2 separate regions of the Mus musculus genome follow, and region 1 is linked to region 2. The links are chromatin contacts, called in public HiChIP or PLAC-seq maps. All regions are on one chromosome and are shown on one strand. Each heading gives the region's core, a stretch centred on a gene start, on an enhancer-like site or on the middle of the called end of the contact. The rest is flanking DNA. Distances are from core to core; before and after follow the strand shown. Region 1 holds the start of H2ac12 (H2A clustered histone 12). Region 2 has its middle 3.8 kb from the start of n-TTagt4.

Region 1 (4,033 bases), core at 1,332-3,831, 180 kb before region 2:
TAACCAAATTATTTAAGCTTTGTGCATTAATTTTGCTGTTTATGAGCACTGATCTTACTTCTGATTCATAACAGCTGTTAATTCTGTTCTCTCCATAGGAACAAAGTGAGATCCACATGAAAGGAGAGTAATGGCCATTGCAATGAAAGCTAAGGCCTTACTCCCACCAGGTTTTCTATTAAATCAGTGAATTTTAAGAATTTCAGAGAAAAAAAATTATCTTTGTAATGTCAAAATGATATATTTTTGAAAACTGGCTTACTAATCTAGAGTTAAGAACATCAGCATCCTACTGAGAGTTTGGGAGTTGAAAAAGCTTAATCCAAGACTAATAAAATAAACCTGAAGGTTGAATCTATCATCATTCAAAAACAGGGGGTGGGGGGAGCCCTATTTATCAGATATAGCTGAGGCAGGGGGCCAGGATTGTTACATAATGAGTCCCAAATCAGCCAGGGCTCCATAGCTAGAGCCTGTCTCAAAAACAAACAAAACCCTGGATAGTAGAGACCTACAGTACTAACTGAAGAAACATGCAAGCATTATTTCTCTTAAGCGTCTCATGAAGTTGAAATAGGCAGCATACTGCACTAGTGGTTTCCTCCCATCAGCTACCTGATATCTGCCTAAGGGTTATAAACACTGCCGTTGTTAAGAGTGAATGGGACAGAGCAGAGAAAATTGGACTTGGGAAACTCTAGAAAGCTCACTTTACACCATCCCTCCATTTACTTGTGATAGATACCTTCTCCAATTAATTACCTCCACCCTTGCTCTTTGCTTTGAAAATAGTTTTCTTTATATCCCTCTAGATTGCTTCCAGCATTAAAAAAAATAAAATAAAATAGTAAATACTACCTCAGATTTGTGTAAAGATTAAATGGGCTGGGCAGTGGTGGTGCACGCATTTAATCCCAACACTTGGGAGGCAGAGGCATATGGATTTCTGAGTTCGAGGCCAGCCTGGTCCAGGGCTACACAGAGAAACCCTGTCTCGAAAAAAAAAAAATTAAATGGGTTCATATGCTTGGCATGTTGATAAGCACTCAAGAAGTGATTACAGTCATTTTATATGTTTTCAGAATATTAACCTAACAGGCAAATTTCTAATAAAGACTTGGATGGATAGAAAACTTGTTCTGCTTGATAAAATATTCCAGTCTGACCTTGCTCACCTGTAAGATCACCTCCAGGAGAAAGCAATCCATCCTGTATTCTCAATATCTGTATCCTTAAAGCTTAGACAGGGAAGAGGCAAAAATGTTTCCCTTTAAATAAATTGTCCCCCATGGGTCCCCTCTGCCTCCACACCACACCCCAGGGTTTCACTGTGCAGCCCTGACTGTTCAAACTCACTCGGTAGACTAGACCGGCCTCAAACAGGCATCCACCTGGCTTTGCCTTCAGAGTGCTGGGTTCAAATAAAGGCAGGCACAACTACAGCAAGGTTTAAATCGTTGGTTTTGTCTGGTTTGGCTTAACTAGCCTCCATTTAACTTTTTTTAACAGGAGACCGGATCTTGTAAGCTAACCTAGCCAGAATTTCTAACACAGAACACGATTTTAAGATCCTAATCTTACTTCTACTTACCAGAACACAAGCATTATAGATGCGCTCCACCTCATCCAAACTTACGCAGCAATGGGGACTAAGCTGAGCTTCAGGTATGCCAAACACTCTCCCAGCTGAATTTACACCCTCAGCCCTGACCTGATTTTGAACAAATTACGCCAGAATACAATATAACTTTAAGTCAAAAGGTCATTGTGGCTTACACAAAACTGGGAGACCCTGACCGAGACAAGCAACTCTGTAGTGCATTCAACACTACATACACCTGCCACAGGAATCAAGAGCCGTACTCGAAGGTGAATTCATGTTTGCAGCTCTAATACTGGTGGTTTAGTGGCTCTTAAAAGAGCCTTTGGTGCTAGACGTCAACCCTATTGAGAAGTTTACTTGGCGCTAGTATACTTGGTGACAGCCTTGGTGCCCTCCGACACGGCGTGCTTGGCCAGCTCCCCGGGCAGCAGCAGGCGCACGGCCGTCTGGATCTCCCGGGACGTGATGGTCGAGCGCTTGTTGTAATGCGCCAGGCGGGACGCCTCGCTCGCGATGCGCTCGAAGATGTCGTTCACGAACGAGTTCATGATGCCCATGGCCTTGGAGGAGATGCCGGTGTCGGGGTGCACTTGCTTCAGCACCTTGTACACGTACACCGAGTAGCTCTCCTTGCGGCTGCGCTTGCGCTTCTTGCCGTCCTTCTTCTGGGCCTTGGTGACGGCCTTCTTGGAGCCCTTCTTCGGGGCGGGAGCGGACTTCGCAGGCTCAGGCATGGCGTAGAAATGAATAGAAAACAAAGCTGAACACCCAACAGGACAAGCAGATAGGAACACCACGGGTACTCTTTATCTAGAACTTCGTATGCAAATAAAGTGAAATGCCCTTGTCTGGGTAGTGGTCACTCAGAGAAAAGGCTGAGCCTGCTTTTACCCAATGAGAATACACAACTCCCAAAACCTCGTTTCCATTGGTTAAGTTGAACTCACAATGCTAACCAATGACGGGCCTCCTTTTTCGCGCCCTGGCTTGACTATAAAAATCTACAGAGTTTCCCTTTGTTTCTGCTGTTTAGCTAACGCTTACCAGGGAAGTTTTAAGTTGTACAATATGTCTGGACGCGGTAAGCAGGGCGGCAAGGCTCGCGCCAAGGCCAAGACCCGCTCCTCCCGGGCCGGCCTGCAGTTCCCCGTGGGCCGCGTGCACCGGCTGCTCCGCAAGGGCAACTACTCGGAGCGCGTGGGCGCCGGCGCCCCGGTGTACCTGGCGGCCGTGCTGGAGTACCTGACGGCCGAGATCCTGGAGCTGGCGGGCAACGCGGCCCGCGACAACAAGAAGACGCGCATCATCCCGCGCCACCTGCAGCTGGCCATCCGCAACGACGAGGAGCTCAACAAGCTGCTGGGCCGCGTGACCATCGCGCAGGGCGGCGTCCTGCCCAACATCCAGGCCGTGCTGCTGCCCAAGAAGACCGAGAGCCACCACAAGGCCAAGTGAAGCAGGTTTCAATATCTCCCAAAGGCTCTTTTCAGAGCCACACACAAAGTCCAGAAAGAAGCTGGTACATGTAAATCTAAGATCTCCTTTGTGAAGTGATAGTACTAATTCCAACCACGTGGTGAGTAAGCTGCAGTCCAGTGTAAATGTGTTCTCTCCGCGTGGGACTTAAGCATTCAAGTTTAACCCTTCTAGGAATATTTGGATCTTGAAACTGCTTTCTTGGTCTTTTTTTCATCAAGTATTTTTTGTTTTTTCAGACAATCTCATTAAAACCCACTGTAGGACAAGCCAGTCTGCCTCTGCCTTGGATATTGGGACTTTGACCTTCCCAAGCTGGCATAATCTATCATAGACACCAGGTCTGGTTAACCTTCAACAGATGAGGTTTTACTTTTTTTTTCCACTTTGCAGCAGAACATGTTAGAAGACTTTACAGGTCTTAATGCTGCTTAACTGGTGTGTGTGCATGCCCACCTGCTAGCCAGAAGTAAACGATCAATTTTAAGTTACTTTTTTTTTCTTCTAAATCCCCATAATGTTTTCACAAATCTTACTGCTCAAAGGAGCAGAAACTCGGGGGGGGGAGGGGGGGTAAGAGCCTGCCTGGTAACGAAGGGGATAAAGTCCTCAACTTGACCCAAGAATAAAATTTAACAAAACAGTGTAAAGAATATGTGTGCTCTGCAGTTCATTTCTAAAAATAGAGCCTAATTAATTGTGTTGAAATAATGATTCCAAGTTCAGTATTATTGATCTGAGAGGCTACAAAATTGTAAGCAGTTGGTGTGACCTAGTGTGTCACTACTGAGAACTTCAGTAACGCCAGCCACTTGCAAAGAGAGAAGCTGGAAAAGGAGTTCCAACAGCAGCCCATGAAACAGGAAATTCTGTACATTTATGGACTTGTGGAAATCGGACTCTGAGTTTAGAGAAGAGTTTCTGAGAATAGCATGTCGGTGACTGGCAATATCA
Region 2 (4,639 bases), core at 1,464-3,963:
CTTTGTAGCTTTTGAGCTTTCTGGGGCTAGTAATACTTCAACATGGCCTCCCAGAGCCCGGGAAAGATTCCCTCTGGCTGGTGGAGGAGCCAGGGGAAGACTGCCTTCGATTCCAGAAGCACAAGAACTTCATGGAGGAGCTACCCACCCACCCACCCCGAACCCTCCCCTCCCTCTTGGCTCTTGGCCACTCTCAGAATCAACACACTGATATAGATCTGAATATGGGTCTTGTCACCACTGCCAGCAACACTAGGACGAAGCACCCACAAAGCAAGCTCAGTAGGATAGAGTCTAGGCAGCACTCCTGTCAACTGAAGGCCATCCCACTGTTGCCAAGCAACGCATCTAAACACAGGCATGTGCACTCTGACCAATGGGAAAGCCGAGGCCCAACAGCGGTGGTAGAGGGTCTCAGCAGGTTTGCTGAGCATATGCAAGATCTGATCTGGGAAATTGGCTTACTAGCTCAACTTAGTATGGTCTTGTCTTTGAGAGGCCAAGCCTTTGTTGGAGACTCCTCAAGCCTGCACTGGTTTAGTCTCCAAGGACACTTTTCTAAAACATGTCAGTCACCTTGCCCTTTGTTTGCAACCAGTTCTAAGGAGAAAATGCCACTGAGCCTCCACTATGGTCTATGGGGATTTAGCTGGAGTCACCAGGCAAGGAAGATGACTTTGGTGACACCAGAAGCAGTGACAAGAGCAACATATTTCTTTTTTTTTCCCTCTCTACTTAATGGTCAAATAGGTCAAAGAAGAAATAAAGAAAAACATCAAAGACATTCTAGAAGGCACAACATACTTCTTTTTTTTTTGGTTTTTCGAGACAGGGTTTCTCTGTATAACCCTGGCTGTCCTGGAACTCACTCTGTAGACCAGGCTGGCCTCGAACTCAGAAATCTGCCTGCCTCTGCCTCCCAAGTGTTGGGATTAAAGGCGTGCACCACCACTGCCCCACTAACATACCAAAATTTATGGGACACAATGAAATCAGTGCTAAGAGGAAAAATCATAGCATTAAGTGCCTTCATTTAAAAAAATGAAGATTTCTCATAATAACAATTTAAATGTAACCTGAAAGTTCTGGGGAAAAAAAAAAAAGAAGCAAACACACCCGTTGCAGGAAATATTAAAAAATCGACCAGCATGTTTCCGCCCTTGTGCCGCAACTCTCGGGCCCCTGAGTGGTCCTGAGAGCTCTGTCTCTAGTTAGCCCCCTCAGCAACAGATTGCTGTGTTCCCAGCTCTGGTTTGCTTGACTCTGGAGCTGATAGTTCCCTCTCTGCCATAAACTCCTGTAGTCAGTGGTCCCACATTTCAGTAACAGAGTAAGTCAAAACTCTTGAAGCTTATAATTAACTAGTTAGATTTATATATCAATAAATTCTCAATACACAAGATGCCAATACAATAATTTCAGAGTCAATTGGTAATGATAAAATCTGCCCACCTAGATTAGACAAATTATTCCAATATTCTAACCTTTATGAGGTCATGACTACCAATGGCTGGTTAAAGCCACTCTGGTTCACAACTCCGCCTCCACCTTGACCTTCCTCCTTCTGAGACACTCTGTCTCTGCAACTCCTAGCTCAGCCTTCCTTCCCCCTGTCTAATCACAGGCTTCCTGCTGCACTAATATTTTAATCTGATCGGACAGGGAAAATTCTGTCACAGATTAAGTTGCAAGGGTCTGAAAAACACCGAAGGAAGGAAGACCCCAGACTCAGATTTGCATATACAAAGACAAAGAGCGTTTATTCTGCAGAAACAGCTAGCATGTCAGGATTTCCATTGTTTCCAAGTGACAACCTCCACAGCACATCGAGTTCCTTTTAAAACAGGACTGCTTAGTTGTTTCTGAGAAAACAGCAGACTTCTAAAATTTAGGGCATATTCCATCATAAACCGAATGTTGTAAAGAAGATATGTACCACAGGACCCCAGGTGCAAAAACAGGGGCTAAGATATTGACTGAGTTTGTCAAAACTTCAATGACAGCTTAGTTATAGTCTAAAAATTTTCCACGACTGCAAGCTACTAACAAATGGTGAAAGTTTAGCCAGATAATTGCTCTTAGTGTATGCGCACATAGGCATTCTCTGTTATAACCTCCTATTCAATTTTTGATTGAATTTATGTGCAGACCTGCAGTGTTTTGTTTTGTTTTGTTTTTTCCATGAGAACACATGCTCTGAGTCTTACAAGTACTGAGAATAAAGGGCAGAGATAACTCCCTCTCCCCTTTTCTCCTGGAGATTTCAATTTAGCGAAGTGCAATTCCCTGCCAAGACTTTACCTAGCCTCCAGCTACTTTGAGATTCTTACTGGAGGCTGCAGAAGGCAGCCTTAAGGTCAAGTGGATCAGTGGCAGACTGCAGAAGCAGAATCTTCCCCCCAGTAGAGATAGCAAATGGCTTAAATGGTCCTAGGCTTAGTTTTTGAATGGGATATGAAAAATGAACTCCTCAAAAATACAATCATATGAATAACCACATCAAATGTAAATGGAGCAGAGGATTCAAACCCAGAGATTGTTGAACTGGATTATAAAATAAAGCAGAAAGAAGGAGCCAATTATAGTTTGCTTCAGAAAGCACCCTAAGAGCCCAGATGTGGTGGTGTGGTTGGGGCCGGTAAGACCCATAGAATAGAAAAACAGAAACAGCTGCACAGTCTGGCACTGTCCTTGAGCATACAGCTCTCACACCTCCCTCCCTCCTTAATAAGCCTTTCAGAGACCTTGAAGGAGGGACAAAGAGTCTGCTGCATGGTTTAGTCCCTGACAAAATGCTTATGTGAGATGTTCCTACATGCTCCAAGCAGCCCTCCTTTCCTCCACATCCATGCCATCTTTAGAATCCTACTTTAAGGTTTTAAAACAACTAAAAGCTTACCATATTCAGCAGACAAAGAAGCAGAAGCCACATAAAAAGCACCATTTTGCTGTACTCACTGTAAGTTTTCTTTACAAACCATACTTCACCTGACCCTGTGCATGCACATTAAAGCCGTTTTAACGTTCTGTCTTTAGAGTTCTGTCTCTTTGATCAGAATCCCACAATAGTATGTCCATCTCAAATCCCAGTACCTGGCAGACAGAGACAGGAAGAGTACTGCGAGTTCCAGGCAAGCCTAGGCTACAGAATCAGACCCTGTCTCCAAAGAGACATAGAAAAAGAAAGGAAGAAGGAAGTGAGGAGGGACAGACAGACAGAAAGACACAGAGTTACTGTGGAAGCTGAGAGAAGCAGGCCTGGTGGTGCCTGTAATCCCAGCTTCCTAGAGGCTAAGGTAGGAGATTGTAACAAATGCAAAGTCACCCTGGGCTATGAGGTGAGCTCCAGGCCAGCTTGGGATCCAGAAAGAAAGAACAAAGACTTGGAAATTTATTATTTGATTTTTGAGACAAAGTTTCAGTGTGTAGCCCAGGCTGACTAAGAATTAACCACAATCCTCCTTATTACTGGGGTTACAAGTGATCACCAACCACATGCCTGAATTAGACCACTGATCTCAAAAGCAGGGGGAGTAAGTAGAGGTTGGTGTAGACTGTGGCAAAGGAGAGATCCTGGGGACTCAGACAGAGACAGATAAAGAGCAGAGGGAATAGACATTTCACACGTGGTGCTGCTGAAACCAACAGGACTTTTAATAATTTGAAGGGTGTTAATAGGTGAGAGAAGTTGGATCTTACCACAGGCTTTAAGGAGGATTGTTGGTTGGGGAGTGTCCTAGTTACTGTTCTATTGCTGTGAAGAGATACCATGACCAAGGCAGCTTAGAGAAGAAAGCAATTAACTGCGGGCTTCCTTACAGTTTCAGAAGGAAAGCCCATGACTATCATGGAAGGAACCATGGCAGCAGGTAGCAAGACTTGGTGCTGAGGCAGTGGATAAGAGCTTACAGAGAGAGTGAGACTGGGCCTGACTTGGGCTTTTGAAACCTGCAAGCCCACTTCCAGTGACACACCTCCTTCAGTAAGGCCACATTTTCCTAATACTTCCTAAACAGTTCACCAACTGGGAACCAAACATTCAAATATATGAGTTTATGGGAGCAGTTCTCATTAAAACAAATACAGTGAGTTTAGCTTGTGACATACATGTCTGGGACTTGGTTGGAACTCCATCTCTAGTGTCTCAGGAACCACTGACTCCAAACACCCCACAGTGGAATGTTGTCATAATTAGAAAGTATGCTTGAGTGGTTTCTGTGTGATCATGATTAAGGTGTGGCACCAGGCAGTTTAAAATTTAGTTGTCTGTGTTTGATGGCCAAAGATCCTGAGCTTATGTGGAACTGTAGACTTCAGCCTCTGTGTTAGACATTAAAGGAAACACTACAGCAGACCACACGGACAGTGGACTGTGGCGAGTCTGGAGCATACCAGTGTTTGGAAGCCATTTTCTGCAATGTGGTTGTTTTCTTCTTCATCTCATTCCTAAAGTCCCTGCTTGGACTCCAGGTCAGAAGAGCTGGCCCTCAGCTTTTCCCTAACATTCTCTACCACTGTACTTCTTTTTAAATTTCTGTGTGGACTTCAAAACTCACCAGTTAAGTGAGTGTCCAATATTGACAATTAATCCTGGGCAGAATAAAGAAAGAAACAGACAGCTGGTGCAAGGCAGCTCTGG

The links. HiChIP or PLAC-seq counts read pairs in DNA pulled down with a chosen protein or histone mark.
Region 1: a contact with region 2 is called in an H3K27ac HiChIP or PLAC-seq map of embryonic stem cells, with 18 read pairs. The contact joins the promoter of H2ac12 here to the enhancer-like site in region 2. A contact is called at or near these places in 8 of 39 promoter capture datasets (the 3T3-L1 cell line, the SN4741 cell line, cranial neural crest and 5 more), 6 of 15 datasets of contacts at CTCF or cohesin (CD8 T cells, the NIH/3T3 cell line, embryonic stem cells and 3 more), 37 of 484 Hi-C or Micro-C datasets (B cells, the Ba/F3 cell line, ECoMG-derived neutrophils and 21 more), 48 of 115 datasets of contacts at active chromatin or transcription factors (the 230-238 cell line, CD8 T cells, the HPC-7 cell line and 29 more) and 5 of 9 other capture datasets (adipose tissue, embryonic stem cells, liver and 2 more).

Annotation. Positions count from the first base shown.
Region 1 is chr13:22,034,191-22,038,223 of GRCm38.p6, reverse strand. H2ac12 (H2A clustered histone 12) reads left to right here and starts at 2,581. Exons shown (of 1, transcript NM_175659.2): 1 at 2,581-3,102. The coding sequence starts at 2,672. The coding sequence ends at 3,058. H2bc12 (H2B clustered histone 12) reads right to left here and starts at 2,403. Exons shown (of 1, transcript NM_175665.2): 1 at 1,904-2,403. The coding sequence starts at 2,337. The coding sequence ends at 1,957.
Region 2 is chr13:21,857,520-21,862,158 of GRCm38.p6, reverse strand. No RefSeq gene overlaps it. Among named protein-coding and RNA genes, the nearest start is that of n-TTagt4, 3.8 kb to the right of the region's middle. Within about 2 kb of position 2,713, at least 7 of the 459 cell types and tissues checked have an H3K27ac peak or open chromatin away from gene starts, as enhancers often do.